2 separate regions of the Mus musculus genome follow, and region 2 is linked to region 1. A link is a contact called in public promoter capture Hi-C data. All regions are on one chromosome and are shown on one strand. The core of a region is the stretch at or near the end of the contact, and the rest is flanking DNA. Distances in the headings are between cores, read along the strand shown.

Region 1 (3,026 bases), core at 311-2,810:
TAGAAACGCTCTGTGGGCCTGAAAACCCCAGAGAGGTCCCAGGCTCCCTGGAAAAGAGGTTTCGGGTGTCCGTAAGGTCGGTATCTCCACCCCAGGGGCTCTAGATCTCAGTGGGGGAAACTTGCGGAGTGTTCGGCTGCGGCCCACAAGGGCAGTAGCTAGGAAGGCTGTGCCTGCTGGGGGTTGGGTGAGACGAAACCAGGGAACCCCCCTCCAGGAGGCATGCGGGACTCTGACCTCTCATTTGGGGGTGCCCCCTAGCCTGCTCTACACACCTCCTCCCCCGCTTCCTACCCCACCCAAATCTGCGCGCTCAAGAAGCAGCCAAACTGTAAGTAACCTTGGTGAACCGAGGGCTGGGGAAGAGGGCACGATCAGAAAGAGGGTGCCCAGGATCATGGGGTGCTGAGAGGGGGTGGGGGCGCCGGCGAATGTTGCCAGTCCTTGTAAATGGAGTTTGCAAAGCAACATGGCGAAACCACGGCAGGTCCAGAGCTGTGCATACGTGGGCACCCTGCTCTCTCGGCAAAGATTGCAAGCAAGGCTAAAGCAGCGGTTCTTTCAGATTGCCCTAAACGCACGTTTTTTTCAGTATGACTTCCGGGGCTCTCCTGAATTCCCTGTTTCTCCCCCACCCCCACCTCCTGCCAAAGTGCCAACGCGGAGTCCTAAGGCTCAGACGGTTTGCCCCAACCCTGAGAGTCGGGGGCGGGGGGGGGCTCTTTATATGTTGGTATGGATTGTTAGGTCGCAACACCCTCTGGGGCCTCACTGAAGGCAGCCGGGGTTGCTTCCACACCACAGGTCAGAAATGGAGATGGGAAGACGAGGAAGCCACATGCAGGCACACGCGCGGGATGCCAACCCCCCGGGGGGGGGAGGACATCCTCACTCACCCAAGTTTTCCTCCACTAGTTAATCTAGCAAGGGACAGAATTAGCGTCTCGCCCAAGGGTGCGGGGCTACCTCGCGCACGAGCGGGGGAGGCCAGCGCAGGGGTAGTTCTCCCGCAGTTTTTAGGATCTCTGCGTGTTGGAGGTAGGGATGGAGCGGCTGGGCTTGCCTCTCCCTGAGAGCGTCGCCCGCACACCTACCTCTAGCATCCAGGTGGCCACCATCCTGCGCATGTACGGTTGGATGTCCTTCTGCACGCACTTGAAATAGGAACACTGCGGGAGGTAGCGCTCCTCGATGGTCAACAGGTTCTGCAGAACGCGGTCTTCCAGCAGGTTGCGGTCCGGCACGGCCCTGCGGACCGGGTCCACCTCGCAGCACAGCAGCTCCATAGCCAGCCGGCCACCACTCGGTCCCGACTGTAAATTTTTTTTATTATTATTATTTTTTGGAGGTGCGGGGGGGTCGGGGAGTGCTTCCCTTACCTCCTTCCTTTGGCTGAATGGGAGATTTGGGAGAGGAAAGAAATGGCAAAGAGAGAGAGGGAGAGAGAGAGAGAAGAGTGGAAGGTGGGCGAGCGGAGCCTCAAGGGCCGCCTGACTCGCACCGGTCCTTCCCTCCGAACTGCCCGGCTCTCCTCAGCTCGCTCTCCTCTCTCGCTCAGGCAGTGACGCAAGCTGGAAGGGCAGTTAGATCTCCTCCCCCTCTCAGGTTCCTCCTCCCCCTTTCCTCCCCTCCTCTAGCGTCCCTCCCCTCCTTTCAATCTTTCCCTCCCTCTCCCCCCCCCCTTCCCTCTTGTTATTAAGGAGCACAGCAGCTGGCCTGACCAAACTTCAAACACGATCCCCGCTCCCCACCCCCAACCCCTCTCCCTACTTCTCCGAGGCCCTCTCCCCATCCAGCCCCGCATGCTAGGGGCCTCGGATAGGGGAACCCACAAACCCCATGGATTCCTATTGATTATCCTTTCTGACATTCTGTAGGCATACCATGGGGGCATAAAGGGTGTGTACGTGTGTGCTCTCTAACTTCGGAGGCTTGCAATGTGATCAGAAAAACAGCCCATTATTCAAGATTCAGGTAGATAGATTTACCATGTGGATGAGTTCAGATAACTTAGAAGTAGACCCCTAAATGAGGAACAAGGAAAGGCTTATTTGAGAAAATTGCAACCTCGCCAAACCAGGGATAAAGGTTATGCCCCTCAAGCTTAGACTCCTGATAACTTTCAAGCTGTTGTCCGCCCCGAGCCACGTGCGTGGAGAGGAAGAGGAGGAAGGGGTGGATGTTGGAGAAAGGGGTGCTTCTTAAGCCTAGTAGAATATGACCCTCCTGCAGAAACCTTTCTGTTCTTGGGGGCGCCATTGGGCAACGCGGCCAGCCTCTCAGAGCGGCCCCAGACCGGGGGCAGGGCTAGCAGCGGTTCCTCCGCGGGCCTCGGCCACGCAGGAAAAACCCGCTTCCTCGCCCCTGCATCTGCTGACAAGCCGCCCTAGGTGTCTGCGCGGAGCGTGGCCACATTGATACAGCTTTCTAGGAAATGGCTCGGGAGGGGCCAGGGAGGGGGAGAGGGAGGGTTTAGGTTTGGCTCTCCCTGCGCCAGCAAGGCCACCCTTCCTTTCCCCGGGGGCTCCTGAGTCCTGCACCCCTCAATCCCCGACCCCGTGGGGTCTCGCGCCTCATCCTTCCGCCAGGATTTTGGGGTCGGCTCTGACATGTGCTCTAAAGCATCCTGTGGTCAAGGCTGTTGGTAGAGGGGGACACGTTGGCGTTTCCTCACCTCCTTCCTGCTCCCACCCTGCCTTTAACTATATTAAAGGAGGGAGGAAGGGGCGAGGAACCACTGGCCCCCGCATGGTGGCCACGCTGGCACGTGCAGATAGCATGGCGTGGGTTGCACCTCTCTGGGCACACGGGGGGGGGCACTGAGTCCCTCCTTCCTTAAGAAGGGGGGATGATCAGGGACGCTTAAGGCTAGCGGAGGCTGAGGCTGGGGGGGGGAGGGGGTGGCACGCTGTGGGAGCACCACCCGTGGGCTCTCGGAAAGGCCCGGGAGGGGAGGCAATAAAGCCGAGGTGCAAGCGATTAACTCCAGCCCTGGGCCAGCCCCTTTAAACGAGGGTGGGGCGGAA
Region 2 (3,026 bases), core at 306-2,805, 300 kb before region 1:
ACCCTGGGGCAGCCCTGGCCTCATCTAAAACTGTTAAGAGAGTGTCGTTATGTAATCGGGTTACTCCAGAACTCCCTATGTAGCCCTAACTGCCTTTGAACCCACAATGATCCTCCTGCCTCTGTGTCTTAAGCACTGAGGTTACAGGTGTGAGCTACCATGTCTTTCTGTCTTATAAAATCCTACTCTAAAGCTCCTTTGATGTTCATTTACAGTAAATAAAAAAGACTGGGGTACAGGAACAGCTGACTCCCTAATTAGCAGCTGTTGGACTATCTCTTGCTATTCTGATTATCTGAGCAGAAGACTATCAATCAGCCCTAATGGCAGCACCAGAAACCCTGAATATCAATCACATGGATGCCTTGGGGAAACTACATGAACCAAGCAGCCCTGACTCCTGAAAGCCCCTCCTCGGCCAGGTCACCTCAAACAGTTTGTCCCAGATTTTTATGCTGTTACAACCCAATTCTAGATGACCCTGTACTCATTTCTGAGGTTAGAGAACATGCACAGAGGGCCAACTGTGACTGGTACTAAAGAGGATAGGCTGTGATTGCTCCAAATATCCCTTCTCTGCCTATCTAGCGAGTCTCCCGGGAGACCCTCTTCTGTGCTGTTTTTCCCTGTAGTGTGGCAGAGGGCCTAATAAAAAACTTCTTGGGAATGGCCATGTTTTGTCTACTTTCAGTAGTGTGGGCTCAGTTGGGGACATGAAGAAAGAAGCAATGGACATGGCAAAGAAGTGGTGATGGCTTTAGCAATGGCATAAGGACATCTGACCCCAGCTTAGCGTCTGTTGGAATTTCCTGCTCCCACTACCCTAAGAACAAAAGCTCTTCTACGTGGTCTGACATGAAGCGATTTTGAGAATGACTTGACATTCTGTAACGAGTTTTTTAAAAACACACTATGGAAAACTGTAAGTGAAGCGGGCATGTTTGTGGCGTGGAGAGTGGAAGGGCCGTGAACTGTAACGACTGAATGCTTTGCCTCCCTTGATCTGCAGGTGCAAATGCATGGTTTCGATTTGAGGGCTGTGAACACATTCAATCACGACAGAAGAGTAAATAAACAACGCTGACAAATTCTAAGCGGTCCTTCACTTTTCTTTCCACCCAGCTCCCGACTCTCCACAACCATCTCTCGCTGCTGCAGTCCCTACCGCCACAACCTGACATCTGTGGCGCGGATTCTGATTTCCAGTGCGATCACCACCATGAAGTCAATCGATGTCCTGCCGTCCAAGCCCCCTTTCCCCTGGATAAGTACTCTCTTGGACCGCAACCTTCCCCACAATCCACGCACTATCTCGAACCTGTCAGTGTCCGGGTTCTCCTCGTCCCTCCCAGCTCCTCCAGCTCTCCGTCCCCTTGCCGAGTGCAGTTTCACACATGAGCCAAGAGTATGAGGAAGAAAGGTCATGTTCCCGTCGCCGAATGCAACCCCAAGACCCGGTCCCCGGTGACACTTACGTGACATTGGAAGCGCTCTAACAACCCGAAAGCGGACGGCGGCCGCCATCTTCTCCCACAATGCCTCACGGCCGGTGCTTCCGCCAACTACGGCAACAACGCGGGGTCAAATGGTATCTCAAGGACCTCTCTGCGCAAACGCCAACTGGGAACGGAAGTGGCAGGTTGATGGTTGATAAGAGAGCCTGGGAGTAAAAGCAGAGGAGAGAAAAAGAAAAAGAGGAGGAGAAGGCAGGGGAAAATACAGTCCCGGTTTTGGAATGGGTTGTGAAGACCACCTGATATTTCCGGGGAATCTGCATTTCAGAGTTAACCAAGGACTGACTCAAGGGCATGCAAAATGGCCAGCTTTCAAAGACCCTTTTTCTATGGGCTAATTACCAAAAAGAGTCAGACAGCTCTGCAGGGGTAAGAAGGAAGGGTGCCCCTGCACTCAAGGAGTTGCACGGAGGAAAAAGGTGTAATAGGGTCTGCGTACAGTGTACAAGTGGGGGAGTTAAATAGAAATGCAGAGGCGCCCCCACCCTAAGCCCCTCGCACGCCAACGCCGCCAGGAACATCCTTTTGCAGGGCGTTAGTGTTCACTGTCCCCTTTCATAGAATGCATACTTAGATGTCTGCACCAATTCAATTCCACTCATAGATGACCTCACCAGGGACTTCTGATCACCTTTTCCAACGCGGTGATCAGTCTCTGTGTCGTGAATTTGATTGGCTGGGGTTTATGTGTTTGTTCGGTCGTGAATTTTGTTTATTGAAGCACACTCATCACTAACTGAATTATGAAACGAGAAGTTCTATTTTTGGAATTTTTGAGACAGGGTCTCCCTTTGAAGTCCTAGTTGGCTTCGAACTTGTGGTACAGCTCTCTGCTTCAGGTAGGAGTCACCACCCTGGGCTGATCCAGAGATTTATAAATGGTTTTGAAACGTGAATCACCTGAAATGTGATATAAAATCGCATGCTATGCTTGACATTCAACATATTTTTCTTATGGAAAAACTGCTGGCTTTACCCAGAGCAGCTTTTTTAAAAACTGGGCCTCTTTGAAAATCTGTGTTGTTCTGCAAAGATTTACCTGGAGCCTCGGGATGTTCTGAGAAAATAGAACCACTTGCATTTAAAAATCTTTTTTCAGGCTCTGGTGGTCCCTGCCTATAATCCCAGCTCTTGGAAGGCAGGGACAGGAGGATAGGGAGATCCAGGCCAGCCTAGGTGACCTTGTCTCAAATTTTAAAAAATTAAAAAACTTGATTCCAGTCATCCTCTAGCTATACCTGAGTAAAAGACATGGGCTTGCAAACTGAAGTTCCCAGAAAGAAGCTGCAAGTTCTGAACTTTCTAGAAAGGCTGATTAATTGATTAAAACTGTAATAATAATAATAGAGAAAGGAGTGTTGCAGATCCAAGATTACCCTGGGCTATCCTTAGCCCTCTAAATAGCCATTTATTATCCACCTTTGTGTGTGCCCTATCGTCTTTGTGACCATCACCTGAAAACATTTTAATATATTTATTCACTTTACATCCCAATGTCAGTCCCCTCCCCTT

What was found. Capture Hi-C pulls out chosen DNA fragments and counts their contacts.
Region 2: a contact with region 1 is called in a promoter capture Hi-C map of adipose tissue. The contact joins the promoter of Ndufa9 here to the promoter of Ccnd2 in region 1. A contact is called at or near these places in 3 of 39 promoter capture datasets (the HPC-7 cell line, liver and pre-B cells), 1 of 484 Hi-C or Micro-C datasets (CD8 T cells), 2 of 115 datasets of contacts at active chromatin or transcription factors (memory CD8 T cells and pancreatic cancer cells) and 3 of 9 other capture datasets (adipose tissue, liver and pancreatic islet).

The regions. Positions count from the first base shown.
Region 1 is chr6:127,149,488-127,152,513 of GRCm38.p6, forward strand. It overlaps Ccnd2 (cyclin D2), which reads right to left and starts at 1,561. Exons shown (of 5, transcript NM_009829.3): 1 at 1,095-1,561. The coding sequence starts at 1,286. 9330179D12Rik (RIKEN cDNA 9330179D12 gene) reads left to right here. Exons shown (of 3, transcript NR_040274.1): 1 at 1-76.
Region 2 is chr6:126,847,589-126,850,614 of GRCm38.p6, forward strand. Ndufa9 (NADH:ubiquinone oxidoreductase subunit A9) reads right to left here and starts at 1,556. Exons shown (of 11, transcript NM_025358.3): 1 at 1,476-1,556. The coding sequence starts at 1,524.